Regions from separate parts of the Mus musculus genome. Here region 2 is linked to region 1. The links are chromatin contacts, called in public HiChIP or PLAC-seq maps. All regions are on one chromosome and are shown on one strand. The core of a region is the stretch at or near the end of the contact, and the rest is flanking DNA. Distances in the headings are between cores, read along the strand shown.

Evidence for each region. HiChIP or PLAC-seq counts read pairs in DNA pulled down with a chosen protein or histone mark.
Region 2: a contact with region 1 is called in a RAD21 HiChIP or PLAC-seq map of pro-B cells, with 12 times the contacts expected there. The contact joins two enhancer-like sites. A contact is called at or near these places in 1 of 15 datasets of contacts at CTCF or cohesin (pro-B cells) and 3 of 484 Hi-C or Micro-C datasets (the C10 cell line, cortical neurons and liver).

The regions. Positions count from the first base shown.
Region 1 is chrX:144,641,664-144,649,394 of GRCm38.p6, forward strand. All of the region lies in intron 1 of Trpc5 (transient receptor potential cation channel, subfamily C, member 5), which reads right to left. Among named protein-coding and RNA genes, the nearest start is that of Trpc5, 43 kb to the right of the region's middle. Within about 2 kb of position 3,933, at least 1 of the 459 cell types and tissues checked has an H3K27ac peak or open chromatin away from gene starts, as enhancers often do. A contact at or near this core is called in pro-B cells, where this site is marked.
Region 2 is chrX:145,303,680-145,311,410 of GRCm38.p6, forward strand. The region is part of intron 3 of Lhfpl1 (lipoma HMGIC fusion partner-like 1); the gene reads right to left. Among named protein-coding and RNA genes, the nearest start is that of Lhfpl1, 41 kb to the right of the region's middle. Within about 2 kb of position 5,057, at least 7 of the 459 cell types and tissues checked have an H3K27ac peak or open chromatin away from gene starts, as enhancers often do. A contact at or near this core is called in pro-B cells, where this site is marked.

The DNA of each region.
Region 1 (7,731 bases), core at 2,683-5,182:
GCCAGTCTTTTCCCAGCAGCCTTCAGATGAAGTTGTAGAACTCTCAGCTCTTCCTGCACAATACCTGCCTAGATGCTGCCATGCTTCCCAACTTGATGATAATGGACTGAACCTCTGAACCTGTAAGCCACCCCCAATTAAATGTTGTCCCTCTAAGAGTTGCCTTGGTCATGGTATCTCTTCACAGCAAAGAAAACCCTAAGATAGTGTGATAGTTTTTTTTTCTTGCTTGCTAATAATGCCTATAAGGCTGTTGTCAGAGAGCCATGTGGCTTGAAGGAAATTCAAACCATGTTTGTATTATCTTTTGAATACTTACCGTGTGTTGGGTACCATATTATGTGTCTTAAATACATTTATTCATGCAATCTTTTTGTCAGCTAATATAATGCTATTATCTCCAGCATACAGAGACCACAGAGAAAGCTGAAATAACTTGCTTAAGGTCACCCAATTCTAGATGACAGGTCTGAGATTCGAGTCCTGATAGCCAGACTCTCCAATATACTTTCATCCAATCACTGTATTCTAGCCTTTCATCATTTGCAGGAAATATGTTGCAAGACTTTATATTGACCCCTTATTAAGGGTAGTACTTAGTAAACTCTATATGTATACTCTTCTCTCAAACATGAATATTTATGGTCAAGTTGAATTTTAAAATATATCTAACAAGGGCTTAACGATAACACTAAAATAAAACAACAATAACAATATATTCTAAAATAAAAGTGAATATTGTGTCTCTCAAAATACCTTGTGTTTCTACCTTCCATTTATGAGAGGCAGTTCATGGCTACCCTTGGTATATGTAAATAGTGTTACTATTTTTACACTTTGAGGCCGCTATTAAGTGAAACAAAGGTTACTGAACCACTAATGCTATGATATTACAAGAATAAATCTGATAACAGAGTGACTATAAGATAAATGGGCAGCACATAGAGTCTGAGTAGATATGTCATGTCTCAGTTGGCACAACATGAGTTGGTACAACATTTTATCATGCTACTTAGGATGTTGAACACTTTAAAAATTGTGACTACTTTATTTTTAAAATTTTCACTGAAGAGTTTTGGATCACCACTGAAATCCCAGAAAGGGAAACCTCGGATAAAAGGATACTATGGTAGTCTGCTAACAATCACTGGGGAAGAAGCAGACATAACTTCCTTGGTAACTTTGAATACCCCCTCTTTACATTTTTCTTATGTACAACTGACTATCTTATCTGGCAAAGAGGATTTAAGATATCTTACTGAGGTTTTGTTTGCTAATTTCTGAACCAGTGCCTTTAAAACAACAGAATTCTCTGATGCATTTTGTTCTGGTGGATTAGATATCCCATTGCTCCATAGCTGGAAAGACACCAACATATTTTATATACGGGATTCATTTTATTTTACTGAAAGGGGTTTTATAGTCTTGACTGTCTTGTTCTAAGTATTCTGGTCAGTTTGAAAAAGAAATGTTTTCACTTCCTTTATGGAGCACAGGGCAGTGATAACTCAAACTCGAATCAAATAAACTAGATTTAATTTGCATGTCTCAGCCCCATCAGGAGAGAAGCAGCAGGACAAAGTCAGAGTGTTAAGGATTAGAAGCCAATTCTCTATGTGTAGCCTATGAGGACGCTGACAGATGCTCTCTGCAGATATGACAAGTGCAGATCTTATCTGAAAACTATCTTCTGCAAGGACTTTAGTATAAGTCTTCTTACTTGTATCCATGAAGTGACAGTGTTGCGGTCAAGTTTCTTGAGCCATATGACAGTCATTAAATATAGGATTGCTTGGAAGGGAAGATGAATTAATGCTGAATATGTGAGAGAAAAAAATAGGAGCCACATTACACACAGAAGGACCCTGATGCTACTGATGGCCCAGGCTCACTTAATCTAAAAGCAAAGAATGCACTTTTCTCTAAACTCTCTTTTTCTATCTTGGAATACATTTTTAGCTTCCCTTAACAACATATATACCACCTCTCTTCAATTTTCAACACTTCAAATACATATCTTCACCCTTTTCGAATATATTAGACTTCTAGTAGTACTGATGATTTGTGTTCTTGCTTTGTGGACTACTGTCCCAAGACCAAGGGTTTTCTCTATTTCTCATCTCAGGGATAGGCCATCTTTATTCCACTACATCTAGTTTGTCTTCTATCACTAGTCATAGCTACAGACTTCCTCTAGAAAATGCTTTTCTTCTTAACTTTTAGAACTCAGTCAGCATAAAGAAGCAGATGGTAATGTTTAGAAGTTGATCATCATTTCTTAACTCTCCATCTCTTACATAACCTATACAATAACTTGAATGGATTTATCTACCCTCATTTCTGTTTTGTTCTAGTCAAGTCTGCAATTGGCCTACAATCCTACCAGGTTTGTTCTTACCTCTTTATTTTTGTGAGCTGATTCTTATCTTTGGCTTATGGTTACACATTATGTCCTCAACCTTCAAGATCTCTCCCACGAAACGATTCTTTGTACTACACTTCTCTGGACCTCATATTATTTCTACTCATTCTTTTGAATATGTGCTGATGTACATATTACACTGATATAGAAATGTTTCATTTAGGAATATCATCTCTTCAATTGCATTGCAAATCTCTTGAGGCAGGAGCTGTGGCTTACACTTCCTCTAGTTATCATAGTCACTACCACAGTGCCAAGCCTAGAAATTTACAACTTTTTTTCTCACTGAGAATATGGGCTATGTTTACTATAATGTACCAGTTGATCTCTTATGCAGCAGTTATACATCTCTCTATAAAAGTACACACACCTGGCCTCAGTTGGCAAGGATACACCTAATCTTATAGAGACTTGAGGCCACAGGGAATGAGGATGCCCAGGGGAAACACTCTCTCAAAGCCAAAGGGGGAATGGGATGAAGAACTGTAGGAGTGGGGACTAAGAGGGGGCAATGTCTAGAATGTAAATAAATAAATAGTTAATTTTAAAAAAGTACACACATGAACATATGCATAATATATATGTATGGGTAGGCTTTTTTGATTTGATGCTGTGTTGTGAGCTTAGGTTTATAGCCATTAGTTTGGACAAAACAAACTTATCTGTGAGAGAATGCACTCTGAACATTGCAGGTTGTTAAGAATTTGCTGGAAAATCATATGACGGAGAGTTTGCAATGCACTGAGTAGGCAGCTACATATGCAGATCCCTTAAAGGAAGAGGGATGGTGTTATCTTTTTAGTACTGAGAAAAAATTTACTTCATTATTAATAGCAACAAAAGAAAAAAAAAAACCGGGCTGCTCTTTCAGTGATAACACATTGCCATTTGATAGTGTCTCTGTTGAGGAGAGGAAGAAACACTAGAAGCAGGGAGCTGCAGATGAGAGATACTCTGATGTACTCTTTTTGAAGTACTTCCCTTGAAAGCTTTTAGAGAAACGGGAAAGAAAAAGAAGGAAAAAACAAGAGAAAGAAAGAAAGGAGGGAGGGAGGGAGGGAGGGAGGGAGGGAGGGAGGGAGGGAGGGAGGAAGGAAGGAAGGAAACCCACTTGTGAATAGAGCCCTTGGCTCTTTTGTTAAGTTAAACAGAAATCTTACAGTCATGTCACAGGAAGGGAAACACTTAGAGTGAAGTAGAAACGAATATTGCAATTTATAGTCTTGGGATAAGACCAAACCTTGTTGAAATTGTAGTTAAAAAGGGAGTATTTTTAACTTATTTTTAAGTATACCACATCATGTATTTTTGTTTTCTTGATATAGTTTTTATATTGAGAACCTTTAAATGTAGCTGAAAATATTATTTAAAATACAATAAAGTAACAAAGTAAAAATTTTGAAAACAATAAAGTCCTGGAAATCTATACTTTTTTGTTATAACCTAATGTGAGCATAGCAATTTAAGACTGAGCATTCAAGCTTCTGACCCAGGAAGTTACTGCCACCTTTTGGTCATGTACCTGAATTACATGAAAAGTGAGTGTTGGATACTCACGTTCCAAGGGTTGAACTATGTAACTGAATAATAGGGTATTTGTTAGATATACTAACAACTCAGTAGCCATGGCTTATAATGTTATGAGACATCTTTTTATCTTTTTGTTTTGTTTTTTTTGTCTTGTTTTGTTTTGTTTTTTGTTTTTTGTTTTTTGTTTTTGTTTTTGTTTTTGAGACAGGGTTGTCCTGGAACGCACTTTGTGGACCAGGCTGGCCTCGAACTCAGAAATCCGCCTGCCTCTGCCTCCTGAGTGCTGGGATTAAAGGCGTGCGCCACCACGCCCAGCTGTCTTTTTATGCCATGGTTAAATGAGATACAGTATTTGGAGGAGACAGTGATTACAAAGAAATCTTGCAATTTATTCTGCCTAGAGAAAATTAATTCTTGAAACCTTTGTTGTTTTTGTGTTGTATTTTAACCTGTGAAATAGAATGATGATAATAGCCACCCTTCATACAGAGATGTCATAAGAAACCAATCTAGAGACTATTTTGTGAAAGAGATTTGTAAAAATTATACGTGGCATATGCCTACTCTGTACTGCCAATGTGAAATGCTGATGAGTGTGTGAAGCAGCATGCTGTCATGGACTCGATGAATATTAAAAGTGATAGCTTGCTTTCTTCTTGTGCTATATTAAGTCTCCTTTCATTTCCCTGGTGCTATTCCAATACCTTGTGCAACTACGTATGGTTTCTCATCTTTAATCCTCTCAGTATGATAGTACACTTTCTAGAACCATCCCAAGCTTAAAAAGTCCATCTTGTCATTCCTCATGGTTACACTAATTTCACAGTGTCATATGTCTTTGGAAGAATGGGAATAGTCCTATATCTTCCTGGGCCATGATTAATTAAAAAGAGGGAATCTAAATCTCTGGATTCTTGATTTATTTATACAGACATGATTATTATAGAAAAGGTGTGTGTGTGTGTGTGTGTGTGTGTGTGTGTGTGTGTGTGTGTGTGTGAATTTCAGGGACAGGTGTAGACTTTAGTATTAAAAGAATGAGTAGGCAGCTAACGGATGCTGAGAACAGAAAAAAATAAATAGTCTAGCCCAGGGAAGAGAGTACCAATTGGTTATTTAATTCCAACCATTCAGTCCCACAAACTTATAAGTAACACTATACAGACTGAGCAGGAATGTAATTATGTATTCAGGAGCATACACACACACACACACACACACACACACACACACACACACAAGTATGTAGCAACCATCAAATAAAAAGATGCTATGGATTGTAAAGAGAACAAGGAGGAATATATGGGGGAGGTTAGAGGAAGGGAAGAGACATGGAAAATGATGGAATTATATTATAATCTCAAAAAGGATATTTCAGACTAACATTGAGTGAAAATGTGCTAAACAGCAGACCATGCTTCTAATCTACTGTTTTGTCCTCAGTCTTTGGCACAATGGTAAATGTATGCTGCATCAATGATGTACAGAACCTCAATTGGGAAAGCCCCAAGGTGAGTTTGCCAAACAGTGACCAACAAGTAGGGTAGCACGGATAGGTAGTTGATGAGGAGAATTTTTAGTGCCAGTTTACTTGGTTGAGCCATTGTTTCTTTATAAAGTGGATGTCATCTGTGCTTTATGCAATCCAAATGGGCAAGTAGGAGGGGCTGATCATCACACTCCTAACACATCCATGTCACTGGAACCTGTAACTGTTACAGGATATGGCAAAATGAAAGTGGTGGCATTTATTTCAGTGGTGTGGTCAAACGAAGAATTTTGAGATGGGAAGACCATCCTCGATTATCCAGTATGTTACAATGGTATAATGAGCATCCCTTTAAAGGAAAGGCAGAAAGAGATCCAGTGACAACCACAATAGGGGATGTGACTGTGGAGGCAGAGGGGAGAGCAAATGTGGTCACAAGGCAAAGGAATGAGTCTATAGTTACCAGAGGCTGGAAAACACAAGGGACAGAATCCACCTCAGAGCCTATGATGGCACTGTGGCCTTGCTTACACTTTGATTCTATCCAGGTGGTACTAATTTCAAGTTTCTTACCCCCAAAACTGTGAGATGAGTTTCCATTGTTTTAAGCCAGTAACTTTGAACACCCACCCAAACTAATATAACTGATAGAAGATGAAAGACTCCTGGGGCATACAAATAATTCATAAATAATAAACTGCAGGGAAAGAGGAAGACACATGCCCTGTACATCTACAAAGACATCACCATTACTTGCTTCTGTGATCTGTAATTACTGGCTTTGAGGAATTTATTTTAAGAGAGAAAAAATATTATTTTAACAACATTGTTCTACCAAATGAAGCAGTTAAGGACTTATTGTAGATGGGAGAGAGTTAAATACTCAAATTATTCATATTGTCTATTATTATTATTACTATTATTATTATTATTAATGGTAAGGAACATATTCAGTGTCCTGGTCATGCAAGGCAAATGCCCTAGAAGTTGAGCCTACATCTTCTTTTAGAATGCTTTGATCCATCAAATTTGAAAGCATTATGTACATGACTCCCCAGAGATTAATATCCAGAATGTATAAACATTCTTCTTTCCATCTAGGTCAATGTTTTTTTTAACGCTGACTTGATCACTTTTTTGCCCAGGGGATGTTGTTGATGCCTACATATACTGTGACATTTGCTGGCATGTAGTAGGTAGAAGTCCATGGATGTTCCTAAATATCCTAATAACACATAGGAAAACTTCACAGCAATATTTACCAAACCTATAATGTTATGAGTGAGCTTGAGAAACCCTTGAGAAACCCTGCACTAGGTAGGCAGGAAACCATAGGCAGATAAACTATCCATCACTTTTGTGTAGTTTCTTCTGCTTCAGAAAAGGTGGTTTGTACAGACTGGGGGACTTGGTGGGACTGCAAACTCATCAGATATTTTCTCTGGATATTTTAAAATTATTGTTATTATTATTATTATTATTATTATTATTATTATTATTATTATTGCTGATTGTCCCCCATAAGGAAATGTTCTGGTATTTCAAAAACTTTAACTTCAATGACAACTTTTCTTGGAAAGCGAATGGAGGCATATCATGGTGGTGCCCTCTACACCAAGGTTTAGATCAGCAGATTCTCGACTCCCTGTAGGTTGTCACACTCCTCTAGTCACCAGGTCCTCTGACATATTATTTAGAATGAGTGTTTGTTTGCATGCCTAGAAAAAAATGGGTCTGGCATTTATGTTGCACTGCAGCAAAAGGTTAGAGCTTACATAAGCCAAATAAATGCAAAGTCAAGGTGACTCTATTTTATGTATTACATTAACATAGAACTACAAATCCCTGAGGCATACTTCAAGAATCCACAGAAGCCAGAACTGTGCTGTCTTGAAAAGGGAAAAGACAGATACAATTTAGAGTATTAACAGGGTCCATGAGAATCATTCACAACCATCACATCTTTTCTATCTGGAATCTGTTTCTGTTCTGGAGTTGTCCATTATTTTTGCTCTTTAAGAATTACAAATGTGTATGCTTAAACCCAGTCTCACAACTAAGCTTTCTACTAGACAGTTTTTGTAATCTATTATTATTATTATTACTACAATCATTATAATTATTATTATTAATTGAATTGTAAGTATCTAGTGCAGTGCTTTGTATGTAGGGTATTTAAAAACAGTTATGGCATGGATGGATAAATAAACCCTTAAGGCTTTGTTGCTCTTCAAGGGAGACCCATGTTCTCTGGTTTGTATTTTTGGTGACGTTGTAAATCAGATACCCT
Region 2 (7,731 bases), core at 3,807-6,306, 660 kb after region 1:
TATTCCAGAAGTCTGCCAAGCTACCTTGGCAGAGAAGGAAAAAACAAAACAAAACAAACAAAATAGAGAACAGAGAATTTCAGTACTTTAGGTAAGCACATTACTACTGGTAGTACTAACTTTGATCCAATCAGATCTGCTAAGGAGTACGACATTGTAGGTTGGCAAACTCATCATGAGCCAACCGAATGCTCTAAAGGGAAGGAAAGACCAGTTGATGGCACTTGCAAAGAAGCCAAATCCTCATGATGACAAAAATGTCCTCCATCTGATTTTCCTCTCCCAGACACACATTTCAGCGAAACAAATTGATTCCTATTGAAATCTCCCTTGGCATTCTGTACTTCTTTTTATTGGGTTTCTTGTATAGTTATCAGTTTTAGCTGTCTCTGCTCATCTTTTTCTTCAGTGGGGAGAAGCATGCCTCAGACCAATTTAAACTGTGTTTCTCTGTCTTTCTCCAGACTGACCTCCTGGACCCTTAAAAATTGCCCATATCATCATGTTGCCCTTTGTACAGCTCATTAATTCTACCTAGAACAGCTTCTTAGAATAGCTTTGGGCATTCTCCCTAAGGAGAGAAGGCAAAAACCAGCTAAGCAAATATTCGACCGCTTTCATTCAGCATGAGCTCTCTAGGACACTTGGCTTCTAAGCAATTGGTCCCTCTCCTCTCATATATACTCAATAGCCCTCTGCTTGCATCGACTTGAACTTTCTTAGCACTAAGCCAGTAACTGAAACAGAAGTCATTATTATTGGTCAAATACTTCCTCATGCCTGGCACTGTGGTAAGCTCTTTCAACAAGTCATTCTCTCATAGGTAAGATTATTAAAAAACAAAAAACAAAACAGGGATTAGGGTGAGGCAATATTCTCACTAATAAGGCAAGTGCTATGATGCCAAGTCACACAAGGATGAAGATGGGGATCAAATTCATTGTAAAGGGGATAGGGATGTTTTGAAGAAAAATCAGAAATTAAGCAGGCAAGGAAATGAGAAGAGGCAGTCTTAAGAAACACAATGTCAGCTGCAAAATTGAGGCGATGGGGAGAAACTTGGGTGTCTTAGTTAGGGTTTCTATTCCTGCACAAACATCATGACCAAGAAGCAAGTTGGGGAGGAAAGGGTTTATTCGGCTTACACTTCCATACTGCTGTTCATCACCAAGGAAGTCAGGACTGAAACTCAAGCAGGTCAGGAAGCAAGAACTGATTCAGAGGCCATGGAGGGATGTTCTTTACTGGCTTGCCTCCCCTGGCTTGCTCAGCCTGCTCTCTTATAGAACCAAGACTACCAGCCCAGAGATGGTTCCACCCACAAGGGGCCTTTCCCCCTTGATCACTAATTGAGAAAATGCCTTACAGTTGGATCTCATGGAGGCATTTCCTCAACTGAAGCTCCTTTCTCTCTGATAACTCCAGCTGTGTCAAGTTGACACAAAACTAGCCAGTACATTGGGTTTTCTGGATCACTGACATGGCAGAATATGTGTATGTCTGTGGTCCCTATAGGTCTTGTTGTGGACTCCATCCTCAAAGTAATGGGGAATTATACTTGGTAAGACAGAATGGCATCAGATTTGCATTTCATAAATATCACTTTAGCCTAAGAGGGAGATACCAAGGGACCTGTATGTAGGATCTCTAGCAATCTAAAAACAGGAGATAAAGAAGAAGAGGAAAAAAAAAGAAGGGGAATAATGAGATGGAGGGAAGGGAAGTAAGAGATTGCTCTAGTAACCCAGGGTAGAGTGCAAATTAAGAGAAGAAAGATAGGATTCTAGAGTTCTCCTTATGTGCCTCTGCATTATCGCATCTACAGATGCTGATGTCATACATTTGGATTAACATCATTATCAGTTATTTGTTATATAACTGTACAGTTTATCTCTTGAAACAAACTATAATCTCTTTTGAACTCTGCATTTTATACTGATTTATTCAATACTTTATAGTGAACATCCAAGATAGAATAATGAGTATTATCTCTATTTTGATATATTCTTAAATACTAAAAATTGCTAAAGGCTCAGTCCCAGAAACTTAATCTACCCTAGAACTTAGGAGTGAGGGAACCTTCATGCAGATCATTTACTGAGCCTTGTACTAGCAAGGCCAGCTTGAAGCGTTTGCTGTTTCTATTCAGACTCTAGTGCCTAACAGATACCTGTCATGGAGGCTTATAAAAATTTGCCCTCAAATACCTCAGAAATAACAAAGTCCCCAAATTATACCATCCAATATGAGCATAGTACTTCACAACTTACAACATACCATTTCTACTTACTCTCCCAGCTAATCCTGTTTCCTGAGTTCTAGCCATTCGTCAAGTTGTAGCTATAGGCAGGAATATTATTCTACAAGAAGGAATTAACAGAGAGATGAAGCATGTCTCAAAGTTCTCCCATTTCATCAGGAGGTGTCTATAGTGGCTGGAATTATTCAACTTTGAACCTGGAGAGTCGATGTGGTATAGGGAGCAGAGCCTGACATGACAGTTACAAGGAACTGCATCTGAAAGCATGTTCTGCCCCTTCCAAACTGGATCCCCAGGAGCAAGTCATTTACCCTTATTGAGCATCTCTTCCTCATGGTAAAAATAAATGTGACTACTCACTTTACAATACAGCTAAGGGGGTAAATACAATGGTATATTAAACAAGAAATCAGTGCAGAGCCTAGCATAATGAGTACTTTTCAGACCACCTGTCTCCTAGTCCTAGTCTCTGCAAATACCTAAAAGAACTTAAGATGCAGATATCTAGGCTTCCCTACAGATCCCCCATATCCATATCTCTGGGGAAGAGTCCAGTAGATTCCTAAGTCCAGCCCAATGGGGCCCGAAGTAAGGTATATCATTTAGCCTATTAATGAAAAAATGTGGAAAGACATCTATATTTCTTTAAAATTTCCCTGTGCTTGTTGCCATGCTAGGGGCATTCACTTGAGAGAGATATTTTTATCTTTCTCACCATTTCTTATAATTCACTTAGACGAGGTTTAGTGACTATTGTTTGTAGGAAACCATATGACATAGCTCTAACATATAGGTCTCTCTTCTCTGTAATCCCAACCTCATCAGGGGATTTCTCCTAGGAATGTAGCTGTTGCTTGCTTTGCTCTTTTGCAACCAGTTTATTATCCAGCCTCTGGGTTAGTCTGACCTATACCAACAACAGCCATGATCAAAGCAGTTGCCATTCACATTTACAGGGTGTGGGCCCTGAGCTGAACATATTTTATATGGTATCTCAACGCCATCCTCACTGACTGAGCCTTATGGCTTGGATGCTACACTGTTAACATCTGCTCTTAAAAGTAAACTCTGGCAGGGCGTGGTGGTGCACGCCTTTAATCCCAGCACTCGGGAGGCAGAGGCAGGCGGATTTCTGAGTTCGAGGCTAGCCTGGTCTACAAAGTGAGTTCCAGGACAGCCAGGGCTATACAGAGAAACCCTGTCTCAAAAAAAAAAAAAAAAAAAAAAAAAAAAAAAAAAAAAAAAAAAAAAGTAAACTCTGAGATTCTGCTTTTAAACAAAAGCTTAAGATAAGATTCAGCACCATTTTATAGGGAAAGGACTAACACACAATAAAGGTGAAAGAGGAAGCAGAAATTGGCACTGATGCTTACAGAAGCAACTCCAGGGGAGGAAATGGAAGCAAAGAAATTGTGATTCACATTCTAGAAAGTAAAGAGCAGAAGTGCTAAACCAAATGAATTTGCCTTGCTTTACTGCCATCGTGTGGTTGTGTGGTTGATAGACAACCAGCCCCTAGAACGTTAGTTCTCTTCCTGAGCCTGGGAGGCCCTCAGCAAGACAACAGGAGAATAAGGCCATGCAGTGGACTTGCCCTTGAGGCCTTTGGAAGAACCTTCTCTTCCTCTGGGGTTGCAGAACTGCAACCGTAACAAGCAACTAATTCAGGGTTGAACACCCTTTCTCACGTGGATTATTTCAAGAAAAAGAGAAATGTACATAAAAGCACCTCTGTCATTTCTTCTAGTCAAAACGAAAATAACTTCATATTCCCTGGGATGTATAGAGTGTCATTACTCTAAATTTCTCACTATTTTTAATCTAGAAGCTGATCAGTGAGAAGATCTAACCAATTAGAGTTCTAATTTCTACCTCTCACAGGCAAGATTATTGTTTCAAAATTTTTCGGTGCACTTCTCTAACACATGAGCAGAACCGGTTCTGAAGATAATTGATTTCTCACATTGCCTATGGGTAAACGGGTTTAAAGAAGTGAAGTGGGTCATCTATGGCCAGACAGTAAGATAGGGATAAAGCTACTGCACAATGTAAAGGTGTGTTAGGCAGCAGACATATGCAGTCGAATAAAGTTGTTTCATGACCCATTAATTCCTTCTGGTCTGCTTCAACTTAGCTCAATTTCTCCTCTTTGTGGAAACACATCTCTGTTGTTCACGTACATAACTCTGAGGTTTTCAGCAATGTCTAAGCCCTGAATTTCCCAGGACTCTCAACATTCCAGCTAATGCTACCCCAAAAGATAGTGGCTCTGCACAATGTCCTTAGCTAAATACATTTTTCTCTCAGACAGCTACCAGCAGTGATTCTCAAACTATTATTGTGTATAAGATGATTATCCTAAGTACATTGCATTTTTACTGTATATTTTAATGTATAAAAGATGATATTTTGATGTATATGTAATAAGATAATTACTAGTTAAACAAATTAACATATTTATCTCCTGCTACAGTTATGTGTATGCTAAAACACTTGAAAATATACTTTTTGAGAACAGGGGGAAAAAGACAGATATGAAGATAAATGATTAATGGAGAGCAAGTCATAACAGGGAGCTAAGTAGGTATATAGGACCCTTGGTTTTCTGAAAGTGGTAAAAGATTCACATCTATAGGCAGGCTTTATTACTGGAGCTAGTAACCCGGCTACTCACCCACCTAGTACAGTGCTCTGTACATGAAAACAGAGAAGCCAGGTCTCAGAGTGGGGAAGTGATGTGCCCAAGCAAGCCTAGGAAGACTGAAAGCAGAATAAGCAGTTTACCCTTGTCAGGCTGACTTCTCCCACACTCTACTGCCCCACTGTGGATGCAAAGATGCTTGCTAAGCCAGCTGTGTGCTGGTGAGCACAGCAGACTGTCCACAAAAAGGCTGTTACTTGTATGTGGGACATGTTCTTCTAGCTAGGCTGCCTTGTCTGGCCTCAGTGGGAGAGGAAGTGCCTAGTCTCACAGAGACTTAAAGTGCAAGGGTGAGGGATACCCAGGGGCCCCACCTGCTCAGAAGAGCAGTGGAAGGGGATAGGGGAAGGACTGTGGGAGGGGTGACTATGAAGGGAGCAGTGAGCAGGATATAAAGTGAATAAATGAATAAATAAATAAATAAAATTTTAAAAAGAAAACTGAAAGAAACGAAAGGTAACAGGAAATTCCTGGAAACTGAACCCTGGAAGGTCAAATCCCAAGTCACCATAAAAGGCTTTGAACTGTCCAGAATGGGCGGAAATGTTAAGAGAGCAAGGGAAATGAACCACTAGAGAAAGGAACTACAAGGAACACACACATGACCTTTGGTTATCCTCTATCACCAACCTTGGTCAAGATGGATGGGCCTTTCCTTTCTTGTCTCCATTCTGAAAGTTTGGGGCCTCTCCTCCAAAGGGACTCTGACAATAACAAGTTGCATTAATGCAGCATTGTGCCTTGTATCTAATGGTGACTTTCCTCTATCGCCCCAATCCTACAAGAATCAATACTATTAACAATCCCCATTGATGAAATACTGAGAAGTTAAGGAGTGTGCCCAGATTTGTACAACTAGTAAGTGGCGGGGCTCACATTTGAAGACAAGTCCAGCACTGCTAACCTGTGAATTTATTTTTCATGTTATATAGGCCACAGATTCTAAAGCTGTTGCCCACGGCCCTACGGGGTCATGTAACAAAATATGGGAGGGTAATGAAAACCTTAGCAAGAACAAATGGTTTCTGAATGCACAACGGACACAAGTTAATTCAAAATCACACTTATAATGAATCTGAGGTGTTCCTGGCAGCACCTTGACCAGGCTCCATCGTGCAACTTCAGTGCAGTCATGATTCTGAATTTACAACATGGTGCATTTAGTACTGTGCATTCTCTCACCTCACACCATGTGATGGCAATAAACACAACCTGGAACATGGGCTTGGATTCAGTACTGCCGTATATTATAAATTACAAGGATTTTACTATACATGCAAAGTTTGATGATCTTGCAGAAACAGTGATTAAATTAAGGAAAACAGAATCTTTTAATATTCCCCTACTGTCATTCTTTAGTATATAAGCATTGAAATAGTATATCTTTGGATTGGATTGTGTTAGTAAAGTTGGATTTTAAAAACTGCTGCCTTTATGCACGGGGGCTACACAAGTCCAAACAGATGGTATCCCAGCACAGAGAGGGAACTGAACTTGAGGTCCCATCCCTACCACAGAAGCCATCTCCAACTGATAACTACTCACAAAGGACTAAGCAGTGTTTGTCTGTAAAGCCTCTCTGGGTATACAAATTGCTCTTTAAGGTCAGACCACAGGATGCGCGGTAGATGTCCAGCACAAAACAAACTCAGTGGTATTTTTTTTAATTAGGTATTTTCCTCATTTACATTTTCAATGCTATCCCAAAGGTCCCCCATACCCACCCCCCCAATCCCCTACCCACCCACTCCCCCTTTTTGGCCCTGGCGTTCCCCTGTACTGGGGCATATAAAATTTGCAAGTCCAATGGGCCTCTCTTTGCAGTGATGGCCGACTAGGCCATCTTTTGATACATATGCAGCTAAAGACAAGAGCTCCAGGGTACTGGTTAGTTCATATTGTTGTTCCACCTATAGGGTTGCAGTTCCCTATAGCTCCTTGGGTAATTTCTCTAGCTCCTCCATTAGGGGCCGTGTGACCCATCCAATAGCTGACTGTGATCATCCATTTCTGTGTTTGCTAGGCCCCGGCATAGTCTCACAAGAGAGAGCTATAACTGGGTCCTTTCAGCGAAATCTTGCTAGTGTATGCAATGGTGTCAGCATTTGGAAGCTGATTATGGGATGGATCCCTGCATATGAAAACCTTTTTTCTCGTGTTTTGTTTAGGCATTTTTTTTGCCCTAACCATCTTTTGTTTATCTATTATAGTTTCCAAGTTTGATTTTTTATGAGATATTTGTGTGTGCATGTGTCTACATGTGTATTGTTTCTAGAGGATTTTTTTTCTGTTTGTCTGTTTTATGTTTTATTTTGGTTTGTTTTTAATTTTTATTGGTTTGCTTGTTGTTTAAAGAAAGAGAGTGAGAAGGCATGGAGTTGGATGGGCAGGGTTCTGGGGAGAACCTGGGAGGAGACACAGGAAAGGAAATTATGGTCAGAACATACTGTAGGGAAAAAAATGTGCCTAATAAATAAATAATATAGCAACAAAGCATAAAAATAAAAACTGCTGTTTGAGTTGATGAATTAAATTTTAGAAAAAGTCAGTGAATTTTGGCTTGACTTTAACACAGCACTTGCGGTAGCTTCTGAAGTGGCCCTAACAGGTTGGTACTCCATATTTATGTGAACTTGTCCTCCCAGCACCGATAATTACAAAAGCAAAATACCAATCAAATGAAAACTATGGAAGATGCTATAAATACGTTCATACTCAATATTCAGCCAATATTTAATTTTCACGTTTAGCAAGCACATCATTTCATTAG